3 separate regions of the Sus scrofa genome follow, and all the other regions are linked to region 1. The links are chromatin contacts, called in public HiChIP or PLAC-seq and promoter capture Hi-C maps. All regions are on one chromosome and are shown on one strand. The core of a region is the stretch at or near the end of the contact, and the rest is flanking DNA. Distances in the headings are between cores, read along the strand shown.

Region 1 (3,099 bases), core at 214-2,713:
CAGTGGTTAATGAACCCTACTAGTATCCATGAGGATGCAGGTTCGATCCCTGGCCTTGCTCAGTGGGTTAAGGATCTGGCATTGCTGTGAGCAGTGGTGTAGGTCACAGACGCAGCTCGGATCCTGCTTTGCTGTGGCTGTGGTGTAGGATGACAGCTACAGCTCCAATTGGACCCTGGCCTGGGAACCTCCATATGCTGCGGTGTGGCCCTAAAAAGACAAAAGACCAAAAAAAAAAAAAGGATGTTGGAGTAGGTTGGAAAACACCCAAAAGAGAGGTGGAATTTCTACACTTATTCATTCAATATTTATTGAGCACCTGTTATTAGTTAGGCACTATTCTGGGCATAGACATAGGAAAGAACGAGATGACAGGCAAAGTCTCTGGACTTAAGGGGCTTGTTCTGTTGGGGTAGCAGATAATAAAGAAGCCTAGAAAATAAATCAATAAGACAATTTCAATAGGAAAATTTCTTTGCCAAAGTGATATTTGAGTTGAGACCTGCTGGGAATCAGGAGAATGGGTGTTTCAGGCAGAGGAACAACAAGTGAAAGGCCAATAAAAAGGAAAGACAGGTTGTTTCAGGAACATCTCCCTAAGCACCTTGCTTTTTAGGTTAGGTTTAAGGTTACAAAAACCGTGGCACAGTGGTTTAAGAACGTGACTGCAGTGGTTCTGGTCACATAGATCACAGCCATGGCTTGGATTGAATCTGTAGCCTGGAAACTTCCTTATGCTGAGAGTGTGGCCATTAAAAAAAAGACAGCAATAGGAATCCACAGTGATCTTTCCTATGGGAGGACCAGGGGGCAGAAATGTAAGGGTGTAACTTCTCATTCCTGTGGATCTTTTCCCCTTAAGTCATTAGAGCTTCGTAAGGGGAGGGACAATGTCTGAATTGCTCATCTCTGTGACTCCAAAATCCAGCACTGTGGCTGGAAGACAGCAGATGTTCAATAAATGTTTACTGGAACAGTAAGTGAGGAACATGCAAGTGGAAATCTTTGGGTTGGGGTCGGAAGCTGAAGGGCTGAGGTGTCTGTGTAAGAGTCTTATCTTGGAAGGCCTTGTCATACTCGGTTCTTTCCAAAAAAAATTTCACATACAAGTTTTTTGCTTGTTTAAATAATGGGGGAAAAGAGAGAATTAGAATCACTGTAACTAGTAACCTGAAAGAGGCTCGACTCAAATGGGGGCGACAGAAAAACGAACCAAATGACCACAGTCAGACAAGGCAAAGCCACACTCCTAGCTGTGAGCCCATCTGCTTAGGCTCAGCCCTCCTTAGAGTCCGCTGTTCGCTCTCTGGCAACTTTGTCAATAAAGTTTTTCACAAGGGCTTGCAGAAGCCGGAAAGAGGCCATGCCGCCCAGAGTTAGTTCTGGCAACTTCCCGGGAGGGAAAACGACTTTCGCGAGATTTGGTAGCAGCAGGCCCCCTGGCCTGCAACTGTGCAACTGATATCGCGAGATTTGGCAGGCGGAGGAGGAGCTGTCGCGGGCAGCCGCCTCACAGCGATGGCGGCCGAGCAGGGCCGGCGGCGGTGGTGCCTGCGGCTACGGCCGGAGACGGCAGTGGTGGCGGTAGCAGTGGGTGGCGGGGGCCTGTGACCGGGAGCCGCCCCTGGACCCGGGCACCATGAGCCAAGGCCCCGCCACAGGGGAGAGCAGCGAGCCCGAAGCAAAGGTCCTCCACACTAAGCGGCTTTACCGGTGAGAGGGGGGCCAGGGCGTGAGTGCAGTCGCCCAGGGAAGTGGGGGGACAGCGAGGGGCGGGGCCTCCTGGGCGGGAGGGGCCCGGTGCTGGGTTAGGGTGCTGGCGAGGGAGGAAGGTGCAATTTTAGAGGGAGCGGGGGGGGCGGGGGGGGCGGGGCTCCGTAACCCCAGGCAGAAGCTGAAAGAAGGAATTGGGTGGGAGGAAGGTTTGGAGGGAAGCACGTGGAGGAATCCCTTCCGCAGTAAGCTTGGGGCGAGCACCGTGCTTTGTGGATTTGGGATAAGAAGGTGGGAGTTGGGAACGGCAGGGGTTGCGCAGGTGAGGGTGGGGTCACAGAGGGGAGAAAAACCCGGAAGGGAATGGTGCTTAGAACCCTGTAGACTTACAGGGAAGAGCCCTGGACTGAAATCAAGAGAGCCAGGCTCAGGTCCCTGCTTTGCCATTCGCTCACTGTGTGACCTTGGGCCTCAGTTTTCTCATCCTTAAAAGGAGACATTTGGGTTTGGTATGCTTTGAAGTCCTGTATGGCTCTAAGTTTTGGTTGGGAATCTGAATGAAAAGAGACGGGAAGACTGTGTGGACTGGAAGAGCAGTGAAGGACTTTGAGTCTAGAATGTTCTTAGGTCATAGGAGCCCATTTCAGGGCACCTGGGGACTCCTCAGTTGAGACATCCTTCCAGCCTCATGACTACAGTCTCTTGCCAGGCACCTTCCATTCCTGGTTTCTGATTTCCACAGTGCCACTCACACTCCTCAACATCTTCAGCTTTTCAGCCCTGTGTTGGGAACAGACCAGTTGGCCCCCTCACCCCGTCCAGGATTGTTCATGTGGGGGCTGTTGAACTGGATCAAAATGGCATGAGGCGTAGAGGCTCTGTTGCATTTTCTGCTTTCTAGTAGGGGTTGGGGTTTTCATTTGGCTTAGGCTCTATAGAACAGAGGTGTTTGCATGAGAAGAATACCTTCAGAGCCATGCGCCCATCTTGGCAGTGAAAGAGTCAAGAGCATGTTGTCTTTCCCTTCCTGGAGTAGGCATCCTGCCTGCTAGGCTTCCTAAGCCAGAAGGCAGAGGGGAGTACAGGCTGTTCCAAAAATAGAAAAGTGATCCAATCCATCAGCCCCTGGGCTCCCACTGTGGGCTGCCCCAAGCAGTTGGCTGGGGTGGCCTGTGTGCCTCGTCATGCTGCCGAGTGTCAGCGCTGCCTGTCAGACAGAGCGTGGGCAGTGTCTGCAAAATTCCTTACTTGTCTCCAGCTTTTGGTAATGGCTCAGGACATCTTTCTGATCATGCTCAAAGCTTGATTTTTCTCAAGCCACTGCCCTCATGAGGCTAACTTAAGATGATGTGTTTGTATGTGTGGCTCATGTGTGGCACATGGGTA
Region 2 (3,099 bases), core at 361-2,860, 210 kb after region 1:
GGTCCCCTTAGGGACAGAGGAAATGGCTCCCCTCTCCATACCATGCAGTCCATGAGGATGAATTTGAGATTGTCTTCGTTAAATGCTTGGTTCCCGTTCCGGTCGTAGGCCGCCCAGATGTTACTGGCGATGGCTGCAGTGACTCGGGCGTCCGTATCCCCGTAACCAGAGTAGGCCAACAGAGATCCCTCGTTATTCAGCAGCCTGGAAAAGCATCAGAACGGATATCAACGTGCTCAGGATGGGGAGTAAAATACCTGACTTTCCATCCCAACTCGCCCACCGGCGCTCCTAGAAAGCAAGGGTCTGGGTTGAGTGTGTCCTAGAACATGCCCCAAACACCCAGCACGTCAGTTTCTCTTTCAAGAGTGGCCCTCTCGCCGGTTCACCCAAAGGCTGCCCCCTCTGCCACCTCCTCCCTTCCCAGAGAGCCTTCCCCACCCCTCCCTCGGAGAGCCGCGCGCAGCCCCACTCCAGTGCTCGCCGCTCGGCCTCTCGGTCCGCACTCACAGGGTGCTCTGGACACCTCCAGTGTTAGCTTGGCTTAGCACCTGGGTCAAAGCCTTGGGACGCAGCATGCCTGTGGCTCCTAACCCTGGGCTTTCACAACCTGATCCCGGAGTTTCCTATAACTGGCCTCCGCCTGCCGCTTCCCGTAGTCCAGCTGCCCGGCTCCAGAACTCCTGGGAGTTGTAGTTTCCTGGCCTGACTGTGCGGTTCTGACTCAACCCCGCCTCACCGCGGGGGGCGCTGGGAATTGTAGTTCCTCGAAGCTTCGCGAGGCACCCTGGGAACTACAGTTCGCCTTTCCAGTGAGACCACGCGGTTATGGGGGAAAAGAGCGGGAGTAAAAGGATAGTGGCAGTACTGGAAGGACATTTAACCCTCTCGGGCAGAGGAGTCATATCTGCTTGACAATCCACGATTCAGTAATTAAAAGAAAACAAAATTCCTATACTTGTCAGGCATACCTTGGGTTACTTCTCAAAGCAATTTTCTACATTATGCATAATTCTGTGAGATGAGGAGATAGATGCTATTGAGGAAATAGGCTCAGAAAGGCCATGCAGGCAAAAATCCAGGTCTCTGGAACTGTACTGAATAGACTTCTTGGAGGCCGCTACCCTCAGGGGAATTAAGTCAATCCTACAGAAGAGGTTTTAGGTAGATATCCAGAAGTGGAAAATTCAGCCTCCAAGTCGGGAGAAGCCTCAGGCCTGGAAAGGATTTGGGCTTTCCAAGAAAGACCAGTTATCATAGGGAACGGAGATAAAGCGGCGACACAGAAAGTCCTTTGTCCCGGAGAAAGAGTTAGTCGCGGAGGGGGCGGGTAGCTTTGGGCCCGGGGGCGGGGGGTTGGCACCTCAGCGCGACTCGGACCGGCTACCACGGGCGGTGGTCTCTCCCGGAGAGTTTGCTTCCCGCCCCTGTCCGGAGCAGCCCCTTTGGGGGCCGCCGCCCAGCAAGGCCCTGCCCAGGCTGCAGACCCCGGGCTCGGCCCTGGGCGGACCCCGCTGCAGTGGCCCCCCCGGTCCGCCCGGGGCGCTGTGGCTGCGGCTGGTCCGGAGGGGGCGGTGAAGCCTTGGGGAGGGGAGGGGAGAGGGGAGTGTTGGAGGCGCCGGAGCCGAGCACCGCCGGGCGGGCGGGGAGGAGGAGGAGCCGGGGCGGGCTGGCGGGCGGCCGGGTGGCGGCGGCGGCGGCGGCATGGCGGAGCCGAGCGGGGCCGAGACGAGGCCCCCGATTCGGGTCACCGTCAAGACCCCTAAGGACAAGGAGGAAATTGTGATCTGCGATCGAGCCTCGGTCAAGGAGGTAGTACGGGTGGTGGGGATTGGGGGGGTGCGGAGGAGTGGTCTGTGAAGAGGGGGGTGTCTCTGAGACCGTCGGGCGTATGGGAGGGCCGGGGAGAGGAGGGCGGGGGCCCAGCAGGCACTCGGGGAAGCGGGAGGGAAGAGGCGGCGGGTAGGGGGCGTCCTGCGAGGTCGATCCGGGGTAGCGTGGCGCGTGTTTGGGAAGGGAGGCCGGGGTTTGCCTTGTGGCCTGGTCTGGGGGCGTGGTGGAGTTGGAAGAGGACACCTTGCACAGGCAAGGGGGAAGGACCCTGTGTTGGAGAGGAGTGTTTGCGCCGCTTACTAGCGGGGGTTCGAGGCGCTGAGGCAGGGTGGGAGCCGGGCAAGGTGCGGAGGCCGGATAGTGGGCGCGGGGCGCAGGCGAGGAAAGCTCCAGGCTTCTACTGTGCGTCTCAGAGAACGCCCAGCATTCTGACGCCCGGCCGGTGCGGGGGGAGGATTTCCCTCTGCCGGGATCTTTGCTACTCTTTCAAATCAAGGTAGTTGCGTTTGGTTCTCAGCCCCTCTGGGATTTACACAAGGTGCAGTAGGTGCTCAAGAAAAATGTGGTGAATGACTGAATGAGGGAATATTGCTGTGTTCACCACCCGCCTGTGGCGGCTCCAGAATTTCACAGAGGCGGGGCTAAGATAGGCTTTCTGGTTGGGAAGGAGGGATCTGGAAGCTGCCTTTGCTTAGCAAGTGCACTGTTTTTACTTAGAGTGTAAGTTTGGGTTGGTAGGGGGGTTGCGGATAGATGTAGAGTCTTAACTCTTTCCAAGCCAGCTTTTAGTGCCATTATTGCCCTTCCCCCAACCTTATAAAATGACTCCATTCCAGAATTGAAATCATTTTCGCTGCAAAGCTGAATTTGGTATCAGCTCTAGTTGAGAGGATCCATGTTTTTGGTTCAGAGCTTGGGCTTCGGTATCGAGGCCTAAGTTCCAGTCTGCCCGGGGCAAGTTTCCTAACTGCTTTGATTCTCAGTTTTCTTGTCTTTAAAATGGAGATAATTGTTAACATGTATCTCATGGGATTTAGACTCTGAATGGTTAGTGCTTTTATAAATAACGTGTTACCTGGTAACTGGTTAAGGGTCAGCTGGTTAAGGGTCTGGCGTTGTCACTGCTTTGGCTCAGGTCACTGTGTGGCTTGGGTTCGAACCCTGGTCCAGGAACTTCTGCATGCTGTGAATGTGGCCAATAAATATGTAAATACCTAAATAAATAAGTGGGATCTGTTTATCATCATTGTCACAAGAACACTGGAA
Region 3 (3,099 bases), core at 323-2,822, 180 kb after region 1:
AGAGTGTGCCAACACCCACCCGCTTCTGAGATCCTTCACCCTGGCTCCCGCCCTTCCACTGGTGTGCAGATTTACTCTTTGTGAGAATCAGTTTAGGGAACTGGGCTTTGCAGCAGCTCAGCCCTCATGGCCTCACAGTGCCTGGTCTGTGAGGTCATCTCCTCTGTTCCTCTGCCTCCAAAGAGGACTTTACCTCACAAACTAGTTCGGATTTTTGGGTTCAAAGGCACTCCAGGAAAGGGCACCCTTCCATGGCTGCTCACCCACACATTCTTATAAAATTCTTTTGGGAAGTTCTTAAAAGTCTGATCTCAAGCCCTCAAGTTGCAGTGCCATCCTTTCTCCTACTGGGAAAGACCCAGGCATAAAGAGAGTGACAAAAGAAATGCCAAAGCTATGGGGTGAGGGGAGAAGAAAAGATTGCTTTACACTCCAACTTCCACAAGCTCCCCTAAAAGTCCCCAGCTGTCCAATTCGTGCCTTAAATACTGATTTTTTACTTTCACCAAATTTCCAGAGTCACAAGGTATTATTCAATGGGAGAAAGATGGGTGAGGCAAAGCAGAATGACGGTTAAGGCTAAAGAACAGATCGCCCCCAAGCTGTATGCACGGCCCAGGTCTGAGGAAGCCCGGGTCTCCATTCCATCGGGTCTCTCTTTCCTCCTCCTGTCGCACCCAAAGCTCCCGGCTCTCCCTAAACTGTTAAGTCACATCACGTCTTTCAGACTTCCCTTGCTTCCCCATTCTCGGTCCCCTACTTCTCTCCTCTCTTTCCACCCCTTCGTCCTCCTCACCTCAACACTCCAGAGCCCTCCCGGTTCCCTCTACAGATCAGAAGGAAGTGAACTAACTCACCTCCCAGTCGGTGCCTCTCAGATCTCCGAGACTGGGGGGCAGGAGGGGATGAGGGAGGATGGCTTGCCGCTTGGGGATGAGGGGACCCCGTCTTTTGCCAGGGGGTCCCACCCTCCAACCCGGCACCCCATCCCGGCTCCCAGAGCGCGCAGGACCAAGCTCTCCCCGCATCGCGGCTGCGGGCTTTGTCTGCTCTGCGGAGAACCTCTCCCCGCGGCCGGGAGCCGGGATATACTCTGGGAGAGCGGGAGGGGGGAGCGGAGAGCTGAGAGGGAGCGCGACAGGGAGGGGGAAGAGGGGAGAGAGCGAGAGAGCGAGAGAAAGCCGCAGTGACCCAGCCGGGACCGCTCCCCGCCCTCTCGCCCCCCCTCATTATCATAAGAAAGAAGGACCTGAGACTGGCCCGGATCGGGAAGGAGCCCGTCTTGGGAGGGGGGACACACTCCATTAGCCTTTTTTCGACCCGAACCGTTTCTGTACACTGACTCCTCTCCCGGTGCCCGCCCCTCGGAAAAATGAGGGACCTCGACTTCCATCCCACCCTCAGCTTCGCCTCTGAGCCGCGGGTAAAGACCGAAGGCACATCCCTATCCTCCTCGGGTCAGGGAATTCGTCCCCTCGCCCCCAAGGGCGGGAAACTACAACTCCCGGCATGCCCCGGGCGCCCCCGGCGCGCCCCCCTCCCGTCAGTTCCATGCTGCTCCATCCAGTTCATTTAAAACAAAAGAGTTTGAGCGCTGGAAGGGGCTGGGCTCTATTGGGGGCCACTGAGCGCCGCTCCTGGACTGGGGCTCGGTGCGGGAGCCTAAGGGGGGCGTCTGGACGGCGGGGTCTAGAGACTCCCGGGCCTGAGGCGGGAGGGGTGGGGGCAGAGATCCCGCAGCCCCCCGCCCCCCGTCACCCCCGGAGAAGAGAGGAGATCTGCTTTCTTGGTTTTGCTTCTCTTTCCCCCCACCCCCACCCCGGGGGCTGGGGCGAGGGGAGTCGGGTTACAGGGTGTTTGGGGAGGGGGGCTTAGGGGGAGGGTCTATCTTTCTATCTCGCTTTCTTCCCCCCTCCCCAGTTCTTTGTTCCCCCTCCCCACACACCCCCCTCCTCTCCTCTCCCCTCCCCTCCTCTCTCCTCTTTTCCCTTCCACCACCTCTCTCTCTCTCCCTCTCTCTCTCTCCCCCAGCTTTTGTTTCGCCATGCCTAGTCTAGTGGTATCTGGAATAATGGAAAGAAATGGGGGCTTTGGAGAACTAGGATGTTTCGGGGGAAGCGCTAAGGACCGAGGGCTGCTGGAAGACGAGCGCGCCCTTCAGCTGGCTCTCGATCAACTCTGCCTCCTGGGTTTGGGGGAGCCCCCCGCCCCCACGGCGGGCGAGGACGGGGGAGGTGGGGGGGGCGGCGCCCCCGCGCAGCCGGCCGCCCCCCCGCAGCCGGCCCAGCCGCCGCCGCCCGCGGCGCCCCCGGCCGCCCCGACAGCGGCCCCCGCGGCGCAGACGCCCCAGCCCCCCACCGCCCCCAAAGGGGCCAGCGACGCCAAGCTCTGCGCTCTCTACAAAGAGGCCGAGCTGCGCCTGAAGGGCAGCAGCAACACCACCGAGTGTGTACCCGTGCCCACCTCCGAGCACGTGGCCGAGATCGTGGGCAGGCAAGGTAAGCGGGCGCCGGGACCGTGGAGAGAGACTGGAGTGGGGGGCACCCCATCCCTAGCACGGAAAGTTCATTTCCTCCCTCCTTGCCCGCCTCTGGCTTGGTCTCTTCCCCACAAAGGGGGACCCGCCCCCTACCCTGATTTCCAAGTGCCACAAAGTTCCCGGCTACCCCCCAGTTGGGACTGTTCTCCAGATCCTTCCTCCCCTCAGGGCTGTGCCCTTAGACAAAGAAATATCCTCCGGTGGAGAGAGGGAAAAGGGAGGGGGATTGGTCTTCCAATCCGGGGAGGCTGTCCGGAGGGGGTGTCCACTCCTAGCCGGAAAAACTGGCAGAATGTGCAAAGAGTTACTCCGAGGCCCCTACTCCGGCATCTGCTAGTGGGTTGGGGAGGGGGCACCCCTGGGACCCCCAGCCGCCTGGAGTTACAGACTTTGGGGGAGACCTGGCCCGGGAAGCCAGACTGAGTATCTGTCTCTTTGTTGGGCTGAGTGTAGGAATGGAAGGGGGTGTGGCTCATGGGAGGGTCCCAGCCTGGGGGTGAGGTGGGGAAGGGGGACTGCTGGGAGGAGGGAGTCCTGTGGTCACCCACACACCAAAGTTG

The links. Promoter capture Hi-C pulls out the DNA fragments that hold promoters and counts their contacts. HiChIP or PLAC-seq counts read pairs in DNA pulled down with a chosen protein or histone mark.
Region 2: a contact with region 1 is called in a promoter capture Hi-C map of liver, with 5 times the contacts expected there. The contact joins the promoter of UBQLN4 here to the promoter of SMG5 in region 1. A contact is called at or near these places in 1 of 5 promoter capture datasets (liver), 1 of 47 Hi-C or Micro-C datasets (skeletal muscle) and 1 of 2 datasets of contacts at active chromatin or transcription factors (alveolar macrophages).
Region 3: an H3K27ac HiChIP or PLAC-seq map of skeletal muscle shows a contact between it and region 1. The contact joins the promoter of MEX3A here to the promoter of SMG5 in region 1. A contact is called at or near these places in 3 of 47 Hi-C or Micro-C datasets (embryonic fibroblasts, fibroblasts and liver) and 2 of 2 datasets of contacts at active chromatin or transcription factors (alveolar macrophages and skeletal muscle).

What each region holds. Positions count from the first base shown.
Region 1 is chr4:93,768,866-93,771,964 of Sscrofa11.1, forward strand. SMG5 (protein SMG5) reads left to right here and starts at 1,464. Exons shown (of 22, transcript XM_021089680.1): 1 at 1,464-1,713. The coding sequence starts at 1,640.
Region 2 is chr4:93,974,776-93,977,874 of Sscrofa11.1, forward strand. UBQLN4 (ubiquilin-4) reads left to right here and starts at 1,611. Exons shown (of 11, transcript XM_003125701.5): 1 at 1,611-1,812. The coding sequence starts at 1,705. LAMTOR2 (late endosomal/lysosomal adaptor, MAPK and MTOR activator 2) reads right to left here and starts at 786. Exons shown (of 4, transcript NM_001243627.1): 1 at 511-786; 2 at 42-204. The coding sequence starts at 578.
Region 3 is chr4:93,948,304-93,951,402 of Sscrofa11.1, forward strand. It overlaps MEX3A (RNA-binding protein MEX3A), which reads left to right and starts at 1,573. Exons shown (of 2, transcript XM_021089689.1): 1 at 1,573-2,498. The coding sequence starts at 2,045.